Regions from separate parts of the Mus musculus genome. Here region 1 is linked to region 2. Evidence: chromatin contacts called from public HiChIP or PLAC-seq data. All regions are on one chromosome and are shown on one strand. Each heading gives the region's core, a stretch centred on a gene start, on an enhancer-like site or on the middle of the called end of the contact. The rest is flanking DNA. Distances are from core to core; before and after follow the strand shown. Region 1 has its middle 6.6 kb from the start of Gm36005. Region 2 holds the start of Tlx3 (T cell leukemia, homeobox 3).

What was found. HiChIP or PLAC-seq counts read pairs in DNA pulled down with a chosen protein or histone mark.
Region 1: a contact with region 2 is called in an H3K4me3 HiChIP or PLAC-seq map of embryonic stem cells, with 14 read pairs. The contact joins the enhancer-like site here to the promoter of Tlx3 in region 2. A contact is called at or near these places in 2 of 39 promoter capture datasets (cranial neural crest and hippocampal neurons), 1 of 484 Hi-C or Micro-C datasets (embryonic stem cells) and 14 of 115 datasets of contacts at active chromatin or transcription factors (bone marrow-derived macrophages, craniofacial prominence, embryonic basal ganglia and 6 more).

The regions. Positions count from the first base shown.
Region 1 is chr11:33,535,324-33,540,793 of GRCm38.p6, forward strand. No RefSeq gene overlaps it. Among named protein-coding and RNA genes, the nearest start is that of Gm36005, 6.6 kb to the right of the region's middle. RefSeq lists a cis regulatory region at 1-5,470. Within about 2 kb of position 2,613, at least 16 of the 459 cell types and tissues checked have an H3K27ac peak or open chromatin away from gene starts, as enhancers often do. A contact at or near this core is called in embryonic stem cells, where this site is marked.
Region 2 is chr11:33,201,080-33,207,171 of GRCm38.p6, forward strand. Tlx3 (T cell leukemia, homeobox 3) reads right to left here and starts at 2,509. Exons shown (of 3, transcript NM_019916.2): 1 at 1,960-2,509; 2 at 1,350-1,593; 3 at 1-410. The coding sequence starts at 2,380. The coding sequence ends at 200.

The DNA of each region.
Region 1 (5,470 bases), core at 1,363-3,862, 330 kb after region 2:
AATTTCTGAGTTCGGGGCCAGCCTGGTCTACAGAGTGAGTTCCAGGATAGCCAGGGCTACACAGAGAAACCCTATCTTGAAAAACAACAACAACAAAAAAAGTTGCCTTGGGCTGGAGAGATGACACTGACTGCTCTTCCAGAGGTCTTGAGTTCAATTCCCAGCAACTGCTAGGTGGCTCACAACCATCTGTAATGGAATCCGAGGTCCTCTTCTGATGTGTGTCTAAAGTCAGCTACAGTGTACTCGTATACATAAGATAATTTTAAAAGACTCAAAAAAATATATTTAAAGAAAAAGAGTTGCCTTGGTCATTGATGGTGTCTCTTCATAACAATGAAAATCCCAACTTAGACATATGGTGTGTGTGTGTGTGTGTGTGTGTGTGAGAGAGAGAGAGAGAGAGAGAGAGAGAGAGAATTGGTCGTTGTAGTATTTAACCACTGTTCCTAGAATGCATCTGTTGATGGATTCACACTGCTTGGAGCAGCAATCCTTGGAGCGTTTCCACCTATCTCCAGTTTTCCTTGAACATAACTGATAAACCAGGTGCCGAGTGAGTGCTCTGAGAAGTAACTGTTGTGAGGGCTCCTCAAAAAAAAAAAAGCTGTGCAGGAGAAACAAGAGTGTTTGGCCCTGGAAATCTAGGGCTTTTCTCTGCCTGGCTGTATGGAGAGACCATGGGAATGTAGAAACAACAGAGGGCTGCTGGATGCCACAGAGCTCTTCCAAAGGATTCAGCTTTTTACCCAGGGGAAGATAATGGAGCCCAAGGAAGAACCCACTTAGAAAAGGGAAATGTGTGAAGAATTCAGGTCCCACCAGGCCTCCTTACTTGGATCCTCCTACTCTCTGACAATCTAAAACAATCTAAACAATCCAAACTAAACTTGGCTTCTGAAAATTGGCTGACAGAGCAAGGGCTTGTTTAATTTGAGTTTTGGACACAATTTGTGGCAGCTCCATTATTGACACATGGGGGACTTAGCTCTGTCCTGTTTATATAACAGTAGTTGATAGATAGTGACTTCATAGTTGGATATTTATGAGAGCTTTCATTTCAAATAATATAGTTTTGGCCTTTGGCAATGTTAAGGCTCTTACCTCTTATTATGGAGAAGCTAAATCTTTGGGATATTGTAACTGTAACTGCAGGGTCCCTTTGATCTACCTGGAAGAACTGCAAAAGTTAATATTTTTGAAAGCAATGGAAGCTTTATTATAAAAAGTCTCATTGGGAAGTTATCTGTCCCTAAAACATATAGGCTCCCAGAAGGTCAGATGGATAAAAGAGCAACTTTTCATCGTCTTTTTCCCCTTATGATTCCTATCCCATAACAAGGTAATTTAAAAGGAGCAGCAGGGAGGGAGGTGGGAGTCTCTAGCTTTCCTTTAGAGAAACCTAGTACCTTGTCCTCCAGCTAGGTCCCAGTTCTGAGGAAAGCTGCTGCCAAAGTCCATTGTTCATAGTTCAAGGACAATAGCCCCATCTGTGTCAGGTATGAGGCTTCTGCTGACAAATGCTGTCCCATCCCTGAAAACAACGACTGTACTTGGGGTGGCCTTCTTCGCTCCAGCTCTGAGAGCACATCCTATTCAACAGCATTGAGATCCTTGGGATTCTGTGGGTTTTAAATCTTGGAAATATGATGGGAGAGTCTCGGTAGTAAGGAAATTACTGGTTAAGATTAGATGGTGTTAATCCCTCTGCCGGAAAATAAGATCATGCCTTAGGGTTTCCATTGCTGTGAAGAGACACGATGACCAAGGCAAGTCTTATAAAGGACAACATTTAATTGGGGCTGGCTTACAGGTTCCGAGGTTCAGTCCATTATCATCAAGGTGGGAGCATAGCTGTGTCCATGGCTCAGGAGTTGCTGAGAGTTCTACATTTTGATCTGAAGGCTGCTAGGAGAAGGATCTCAAAACCCACCCCTAAAGTGGATACACTTCTTCCAACAAGGCCACACCTCCTAATAGTGCCACTCCTTGGGCCAACCATAGTCAAACCACCACAGATGACTACCACGATTTTGAGCCAAATTTGAAGCAAACTTGATTTTTATTGGAGTGCAACGCCAGAGATGAGACCAGTGACTGCCTCTTAAGAAGGGTTAAAGAGAGCAGCCCTTAGGACTCTTTTAAGGAGTAAAATCACTAGCCATTCAAAGCAGATTTACAGAAGACAATAGAGCTTTAAGGAAACAGAAAAACACAAACAAAACACAAAAGCCAGCCTTCATCAAGTAGTCAACTTGTGATTAGGGAGGGATTAGGGAAGGGTTAGGCGTTCCCCCAAATCAAGGTCATAGGTTGGGGCCAGTCAGGTTCCAGGAAACAGACAGAAGCTTACTTTTAACAATACAACATAATGGCTCCTGCCTTCAAAATGGAGTCAGGCAGATTTCTCAGTGGGCAATAGCCCTAGCTGTGTCAGGTCAGAGGCTAATGCTGCCCCATCCTTGAAGACAACCGTGGCACTTGGGGCGACTTTCTTTGCTTCAGCTCTGAGAGCTTATCCTATATAACAATTCTCTTCACAGATGGACCCTAGGAGTCTGTAGAGAAGTGCCAGGTTGCTCTCTGCAGCTCTCTGGAAAGGAAAGGGGTGGAGCGAAAGGCTGAGAAACAAAAGCTGTCTGAGTTGGGGAAAACACATCAAGAGCTAAATGACTAGACAAACAACAAAACAAAACAAAAAACAGACAAAAAACCCAACCCAACCAAACCAACCCAAACTGGGCATGAAGCAAGGGCAGCAGACAGCTTAGTAGAGGCCTTAATCTTTCTCATTCATGTTTTAATAATGTAGAAAATTAAACAGGGCCCAGAGCAACTGCTCGCTCTTTGGAGAGATCAGTGAGAGAAGCTATACTTGGAACTGGCGCTGAAGTCCCAACCACCATTACTCCAGACTCGGACTGTATTCGGGGATAAGGCCTGTAGAGGGATGATTATGTGGAAATAAGAGCATTAGAGTGGGTTCAAATCCACAGTATCTCTGTAAGAAAAAGAAAGTTAGACATAGAACAAATATAATGAGAAGCTTGTGTAGAGACAGGAAAAAGATAGTCACCTATGAGCTAAGGATAGAAGTTTTAGAAGAAACCGTGGCTCAAGGACTTCAACCTTACTGTGACACACACTTGCTTTGTTGATAGACCAAAATGCCTGGGGGAAAAAAATCAGCTTAAGGGAGAAGGGTTTATTTTTGGCTCATGGTCTAAGGTTATCCTGGTGACAGGGGTTTGAGGTAGCTGGTCACATTGTATCTGTAGGAGGAAGCAGCGGAGACTTTCTCCTTCTTATTTAGTCTGGGACCCTAGACTACAAGATGGTGCTATGTCCACACTCAGTATGGATCATCCCACCTCAACCCCATCTAGATGATCCCTCACACACAACCTAGAGGCTAGCCTGATCTAAGGGCATACCCAGAGGCTTGTCCTCTAGATCCCATTAAGCTAGATGATCTAGATGATCCCTCACACACATAACCCAGAGGCTAGCCTGATCTAAGGGCATACCCAGAGGCTTGTCCTCTAGATCCCATTAAGCTGACAACTAATATTAACCATCACAGCTAATGAACTGAATTGTTGGACAATAAATTTCTGTTGAGCTACCCAACCTATGGAATTTATTATGGTGGTGCCAGCAAACTCTTGAGTTGTTTGGAGGAAGAAAGGGAAGAGAAAAAAATTAATTTACAACCATGCAAATCACCAAATACAGGTGGTGCCACTTAAAGGAAGATTTATCTTTAAATTATGTATATGTGTGTGTTGGGAGGCATTACATGCATTCAAGTGCAGGTGTCTATGCAGGTCAGAAGTGTTAGACCTCCTTGGAATTGTTAGAGTGCTATAAACCACATTCTGGAGTTATAGATGGTTTATGAGCAGCCCAATGTATGCCCTGGGAACTGAACTTAGGTCCTCTGGAAGAGCAATATATGTTCTTACATGCTGAACATCATATGTTACATGCTGAACATGCATGCCATGGGAACACTTTTCAAAGCATGAAGTACTAAATGTTGAGCCCTGTCATGCTTTGTGCTTGCATTCTTCTACAGGCTGAATCAGGGTTCCCCTGCATAGCTCCCAAAGTCTAATACCTCACGCGAGTTGAAAGGTTAGGTTTCAAAGATATAAACTCAGACTTCTGGCTTTCATCTGTCTTTTGTCTTAATAAGTTTTAAGAAAGAGTTACTTGTCACGATTCCTTTAATATCAAAATATTAAAAAAATCTGGTTCCAAATATATTTTTAGCAAAGACTATGTCTTCCTATTTCCCATACATGTTTCAAGTATCAATGTGGTTCTAACAGAATTTTCTCATATACCTGCCCCACTGTAGTCTATGAAACAAAAGATTTGAACTGCACAGAAAAGATAAAAACCCTTCCTGGGAAATGATAATTAAGTGGAAAATAAGTCTCTAGGGATCCAGCCTTGTGGGCAATATTTAGCAAAACCTTTCTTTTTTTTCCCATTTTTTATTAGGTATTTAGCTCATTTACATTTCCAATGCTATGCCAAAAGTCCCCCATACCCACCCACCCCCAGCAAAACCTTTCTTAAACAACTTTCATATTGTAAACTCTGCTCACTTGAGAGCAAGTTTTAATAAGAGTAAGGCCAAACACTGGTCACCTTCTTGCTTCCTGCTTTGTGATGTGATCTATTTCCTTAAAGACGCCCCCATCATAGTCATCTACCACAACGGGATGCCCCCTTGCCCGAGCCCCACCTTGCTGTTTAGACTTCTCGCACCCATAATTATAAACCATAAACCTTGTTCCTTCAGAGTGTTATCCTGCTTTAGGGATCTTATTACAGGAATGCAAAAACAAACCAATATAAGTGCTTTCTTCTTAAGGACATCTCATGTTCTCCTGCAGCAAGGCATAAGCAAAAAGATTGGATAGGCATGGTGGTGTATGCCTTGAGGCATGAGGATTTCTGTAAGTTCAAGGCCAGCCCGGTCTACATAGCAAGTTTCAGGACAGCCAGAAATACCTAAAGAGATTCTGTCTCCAAAAACAAGCAAGCAAACAAACAAAGAAATAATAGATTGCAGGACTCCTAGAATTTCCCTGGGCCGAGGAATCGTGCAAATCGGTCCCTGTTTCAGTTTTGCAAGGAGCCAGGCTGATATTTATTGTCAGTAGCCTCTATACAGAGTTTGATGTTGCTGTCATCTGTTTATTTTAGAAGAGTTTGGGAATGGTGTAAATGAGAATTAAAAGATTATTATATAAAAGTACAAAAGCCTGGGGGTCCACAGGGTAGGGACTGACATACTAATTAGAAATTCCAGGAACTCTTCACACTTTTAGTGGCACTAATCTTCTACTTCAGCTGTCAGGAGAGAGCAAGTGGGTTTTATTTTAAGCTGTCAGGCCAACTTTAGTGTTTGCTGAGACTTAAAAAAAAGAGAGAGAGAGAGAGAGCATCTGTTTTT
Region 2 (6,092 bases), core at 1,259-3,758:
GGGGGCTTGGATTGTGCAGCCGCGAGGACCTGGGCCCAGCCCCTCTCCGCGGCCGGCGCTGTGCGGCGCGCCCCAAGACCCACGCGAGTCGGGCCGCCCTACCCTTCTCGGCCCAGCTTCCCTTCCCAGCCCGGCTGGGGGACCCGGACGCCCCGCCTGGTGGGGGCAGCGATCCGTAGCTACGTTGCACGCCGGTGGCTCACACCAGAGAGGTGACAGCGGGGACCTTGGAACTGTCCTCCTCCCAGGGCTGCAGATTCTGCAGAGCAAAGAGCGACGAGTTGTGCAGACAGAGCGGGTCGGGCTGGATGGAATCGTTGAGGCTCTTCTGGAAGGCGTCGTGTTGCAGCTGTAGCATGAGCCGGCTCGCCTGCTGCCGCTCCGCCTCCCGCTCCTCCGCCGTCTGCCGCCTGCACCCGGGGAGGGAGAGGGACAGCACCGTCACGCACTGGGGTTTGCTAGGCCACCAGCGGGCCCCAGCCCTCCCGGGAACAGAGCCTCCCGGCCCCTCGAGGCGAAGCCGCCTGCGGCCCGCACACACTTGCCCCGAGGTCCGCGGGGCAGGAGGACGGGTGGAACCATTGGGTTTTGTTTGTGCACCCCGGGGGCGCTGGGAAGGCACTCTGCCCGCCCGTCCACCTGCACACCCGGATTTTGTGGCCTTGTCAACAATAAATCTTGTTTTGTGTGTGTGTGTGTGTGTGTGTGTGTGTGTGTTTTGTTACCCCCTGCGGGATAAGAGCGGCAGGGCAGTGTATAACTGACTTGGTCCTGCGGCCAATGGGGTCACTTGTGCCCACGGGTGGACTGGCGGGCTGTGCACCACCAGCTGGGCGACACTTGACGGGGTGTCTACCAGGCACTATCTTGAAGCCCTCTCTAGAACATAGAGCTTCTTCGTCGTTTACGGGTTGGATGGAAGCAAAGATAGTATTAAAAAGAAAAAAAGGAAAAGAAAAAAGCAGAGTTGGAGAGAGGACCCTAAAACAGCCCTGGCCATCAATCCGAAATCCGAGTGGGTGGGCTAGAATGAGAGAGGGAGGAGAGTGTGGGAGGCCCGGGGTGTGTGTGGTGGGGGGCAGGTGGGAGGAACCCAAACGAGCAAAGGAGGCGAAACAAAACACTGGCGAGATGGGCCTGAAAATGGAGACGCCGAGGCGTGGGAGAGATGGCGAGAGGGATACAGGTCGGTGGGAAGAAAGGACAACAAATCTGTAAAAGAAGGGCGATGCATGGTCCAGGGGGCGCGGGTAGGAGCTAGCACAGGAGAGGGCGTGATGCTGGACTGCCGCGCAGGGCGGGGCAGGTGCAGGGCAGGTGCGTGGTGGGCCGGGCCGGGCCTCTCTCACCGCCACTTGGTCCTCCGATTTTGGAACCAGGTCTTGACCTGCGCGTCCGTCATTTTGAGGGACTTTGCGAGCGCCGCCCTCTCGGCCGAGGCCAGGTACTTTTGGCGATGGAAGCGCTTTTCCAGCTCACAGATCTGCACCCGGGAAAAGGACGTGCGCGGCTTCTTACGCTTGGGTGGCGTCCGGTTCTGGTAGGGGTGGCCAATGCGCCGGGTCACGGTGAAGGGCGTGAGCGCGGCCGCCGCTGCAGAGACACATGAGGCCCCTTGAAGCCCAGCCCTACCACCGTTCGGGCCACACGTGGAGCCCCGTGGGACACAGTGCTCCGCTATTTCGCTCGTCCCGCGAGTCCCCTCCGCAGCTTCAAGCCAGGCAGGGACGCCCCCCCCCCTTTCCCTGGGACGTTGGTTTCTTTCCCCCCTCCCCCGACCCATAACTCTCCGATTTACCTTCAACCTCCCCCCACCCATAGCCGCCCCGAGCTCTGGGTGCCGAGGCCTCCGCCACGCCTGGGCCTCTGGAATCGATCCTGGGAGTGGGGTGCACAGGGCGCGGCGCCCCTGGCCCCGGGAGAGCCGAGGCCTGGCTCCTGGTGGTTCGCTCTGCTCACCTGTGAAGCGGTCCTTTACAAAGCGGCGACTGCTCTCCATCCAGGGGAAATTGAGGCCGCCTAGGCTGGAGACCGTGGGCACCGAGGGCATAGCGGGCAGCGCGCTAGGCAGAGGCGGCGGCACGGCCCCAGGGAGCGGCCTGTGCGCTGGCACCCGGATCACGCCGGCGGGGGCCAAGCTTAGGTTGACACTGTAAGATCCCGCGTCCTCGAAGGGCGCGCCGAGGCCCGCAAAGGAGGCGGGCAGAGACGGGTACGCGGCGCCCGGACGGCCCCCGGGGGGCCCTCCCAGGTAGCTGGCGCCGTCGGGGCCCCGCGGGGCGGGCGCGCTGTCCTGGTCCGGGCTGTTGAGGATTTGGTCGATGCCGAAGCTGATGGGCTCGTGCGGGTGTGGGGTCTGCGCGCTGGCGGGCGCCTCCATCCTGGGCGGGCGGAAGGGCTGGGCTGGGCTGGGCGGGGAGGCTGCTGGGTCCCCGTTACGGCGCGGCCATGGAGCGCCCGGCGCCTCCAGTCGCACTGAAACTTTGCCAAGAGTGCGCGGGCCCGACAGGCTCTGTGTCATCTTTCTTGAACCGAACCTGGAGTTTCCGCTGCTAATTCCTCTCCCGCCGCAGCCATTGGCTGCGATCAACAAGCCTCTCTTCTCTCATTGGCTCCCGGCTTTCAATAAAGGCCTAATTCATGGAAATAGGAGCTTAGGGACTGTTCCAAGGTGACATCATTTTAACAAACGAACAATAGGTCAAATTTATTAGCCGGGATAATGGGCGGCGGATATTAGCGCCCGAACCGCAGCTTCTCAAACCCGAAATCTAACGAAGCTGCAATTAGCAGACGCTCCCCGCTCCGGGCTCGGCCGTTTCCCGCCGCCGCACCCGCCCGTAGGCGCTGCTGGGGAAATGGCCTTTTGCCGCGGGGGTTTTCGTTGTCTTCTAAATATTTTCATCTGCGTAAACCCCAAACAAAATGAATCTTCAGCCACAGCAGAGATGCAACCCAAGAACGGTCCTACGAAATCTGCGGAAGCCTATCGGGCCGTTCGCCCTCCTTCGGAGCAACGAAAGCGTAGCATTGTGGGGTGCAAGCTCGGCGCTGTCCACCCGTGGAACAAGGGGAGCACCGGAGCGTTCTCCACGCCACCTAGGACACCGACCCGCGTGGGGAGAATTTGTCCTCGCCCGGGCTTCCAACGAGGCGTCGCGGGCACTTTGGAGATGCTTCCTGGTCCCAGCCAGGAGGACTGAGCGGTGACTAGCAGGTGCCCACGCGTACGGGCCCGGTTGGACTAGGGACCCGAGGTCAACTGGTGGGGAACTGGGATTCAGCCCCTTGAAATTCGTTGCGGGATAGTTAGGGCCATGGTCGCTGGTTTGGGACCCCTCCGAGGTGCAGCAGGTTTGGGGACCTCAGTCGTTAGTGGCACATAAGGGGGCGGTTCCCATCTAGAGCAGATGGAGAAATTTCCTTTGGAAATTTGAGCAGCGAGCTCCTACCGGCTGCAGTTCAGTCCAGACGCTGACCACCCTAGGATCTGCTGTCGCCTTCGGGACTGTCCACACTAGCCCGGTAACACCGTGGCCAGCACCACATGGGGAGTGGTCACCTTTCTCTCGGTCTGGGTGAGACCCAGAGTCATTTCTTAGCGGCCGATTGTAAAGTCGTTGGCTGTAAACTCTGAGCGCTACACTCGCGGCAAGGCCTCTTCCTCTGGTTTCCTGACTATGAAAGCCCCAAGCCATGTCTGTGATGTTGGTCAGAAGTTGTGTGTAGGTTTGGGCGGGCCACTTTATAGCTCAGTAAGTTTGAAATTCATTTGAGACTTTAGGTTTTTATTTGTAAAATGGGGCAAAGCGTGCACTGTGTATTCGAGCACTGTGAGAGAGATATTGAGAGTGCTAAGAGCATAGAGCCCTACACTTAGTAGGTACAGCACATCGCTCGGCTCCCTTCCCACCCCCACACCCAGCATATGTTTATGGTAGGTGGTAAGTGTTCATTTTGTTGGTAGTTTTTTATTTGCAGAGGTATCTTGGACAGGTGGATTTCTTCCCCAGTGGGGTCAGAGCACAGGCAGGAGGCAGCAGGGGCTTGATTCCCTAGTCAGTCTCCTTGCTCTCAACAATCAGGATGACTCAGGCTCTAGTGGGCAGTTAGGTCACCTGCCAGTTGTGTGACATTGGGCAGCTTGCTGGCTCTGGCAGAACCACTGTGCTGGGTTGGGACAGGGAGGCCTGGAAATGTTGAGGTTGACAAGTGCAGGATGCCCTGGCCCTGGCCAAGGACCCTTAGATAGGAGAGATACCATTGTGCTGGCTCTGGGCGTGAGGGTCGAGGGTCGGGGAGGCTCTCTCTTCTAAAGCAGGCTGCTGCTGGAGCTCCCGCTTTTGGCTCCCACTGCCCCCCATCCAGTCTCCTTTGCTTTATTTGTAAAACAGAGAGGGTTCTAGCCACCCACTGGGCGGCCATGGGAGCAATAGCGCTTCCAGGGAGACAGGATCCCTGGAAGCGCCCATAAGAAATTTTGCACGGCTCCACACTCTGGATTATATAATAGCACCTTTAAGGACAGAGGTGACTCTCTTGTCCTTGAGAACTCTGTGTGGCGGGGTGGGCACTAAATACCCACTCACCCAGTGAGGACAGGGCTTTCACTGAGGAATTGATGGTCAGACTGGAGGGTGCTTCACATCTACTTTCCTGCCTGCCCAGAGCCTTGGGTTCCAGGCCTGGACACTTCCAGGAGCTGGAAAACCGCCGAACAGACTGTAGCACAAGGGTCCAATGGTATGAGATGACCAGGACATGGGGGGCATGGCCAGTAGTGCCTCTGGGGTATGTGTAGAAACATCTCATTTTACTGTGTTGAGCATCCTTGTGCCTCAGTTTGTGTGTACCAGAGAAACAGTACCAAGCTCACTGTCTGGAGCAGGTCCAGTGGGAAGCACTGGTCTGGGGCCCAGCACAGTGAGGACTTTCTCTGCCTCACCACTCAGAAGCTCCAGGTCCATTCTTTCTTGGACAAAGGAGGGTATTTAGGCAGCCCCCGGGAAAGGAGGAAGGGAAGCAAATTGGTAGATGGGGGTGTGGGGAGAGGTCATTGTCTAGGTCAGTGGAGCGGAGGGTGTCTTTGGATCAGCAAAGTCAGCAGCACTTGGCACTTGTTGTTTTTCTAAGGCCATTTCTTGGCATTCTCGATCCTGGGGTCGGGAACTCTGGGTGGGGTTGAGCAGCCGGCTAACAAGCCACCTAGTGAGTCTGGTGCCTTTCAAGTTTAGAAACCAGTGGGCAGACTCCTGTCTATGTCTTAGCTTTCAGATGTACTAGGAAATAAACACATGTGGATTGGTTGTTGGCGCTGACATTGCTTCTCACCCTCTCTTACATATTTGTGCTTGTTGTAGATAATGCTTGCCAAAGTCTTTTATTGGTTTTGAAAAATGCCCTTGATGGGATCTAGCTCAGTTTTACAGCCCTTGCCTAACATGGGGGAGGCCCTGGGCTCATCTCTAGAACTGGGGGTGGGGGAGAAAGGAGGCTTCATTTTATTATCCTCTTTTATTGTGAGCCCAGGCTGGAGCTCCCATGCTCATGGATCCCTAGTTCCCCAAGGGTTAGGATTACAGGAATGTGCCAGCCACCATGTCAGGCTCGCTATCCTATTTTTGGTTTTGTTTTTATTTTTGAGACAGGGTCTCATATAGTCCATGCTGGCCACAAACTGGCAAAGTGGCTGAGAAAGACCTTGAACTTCCTATCTCCCGTCTCTGCCTCTTGAACACTGAGGTTACAGGCATCACCGCGATGCCCAGCTTATGTGGGGCTGGTTATTGCATTTGAGTGCTAGGGAAGCCCTCAATCAACTGAGTGAGCTACATGCCTGCCCCGTGTCAGTTTTGTTGTTGCTTTGGTTTTTTTCAGTCATCTTTTCCACAAATATTTTGTTTTGCTACATTCGTTTCTTTTTTATGTTGAAAGTTTTTTTTCCCCTCAAAATTCCTTTTTCCCCCTTCTTTAAATAATTGTACTCAAGGCAATAATATCTCCTTCAAGCCTGGTTTGGCTGAGTACATTGTGATATGTATCTGGTGTTCCTCAAACTGTAAAGCTGCTCTTCTTCTGTATCTGCTATTGAT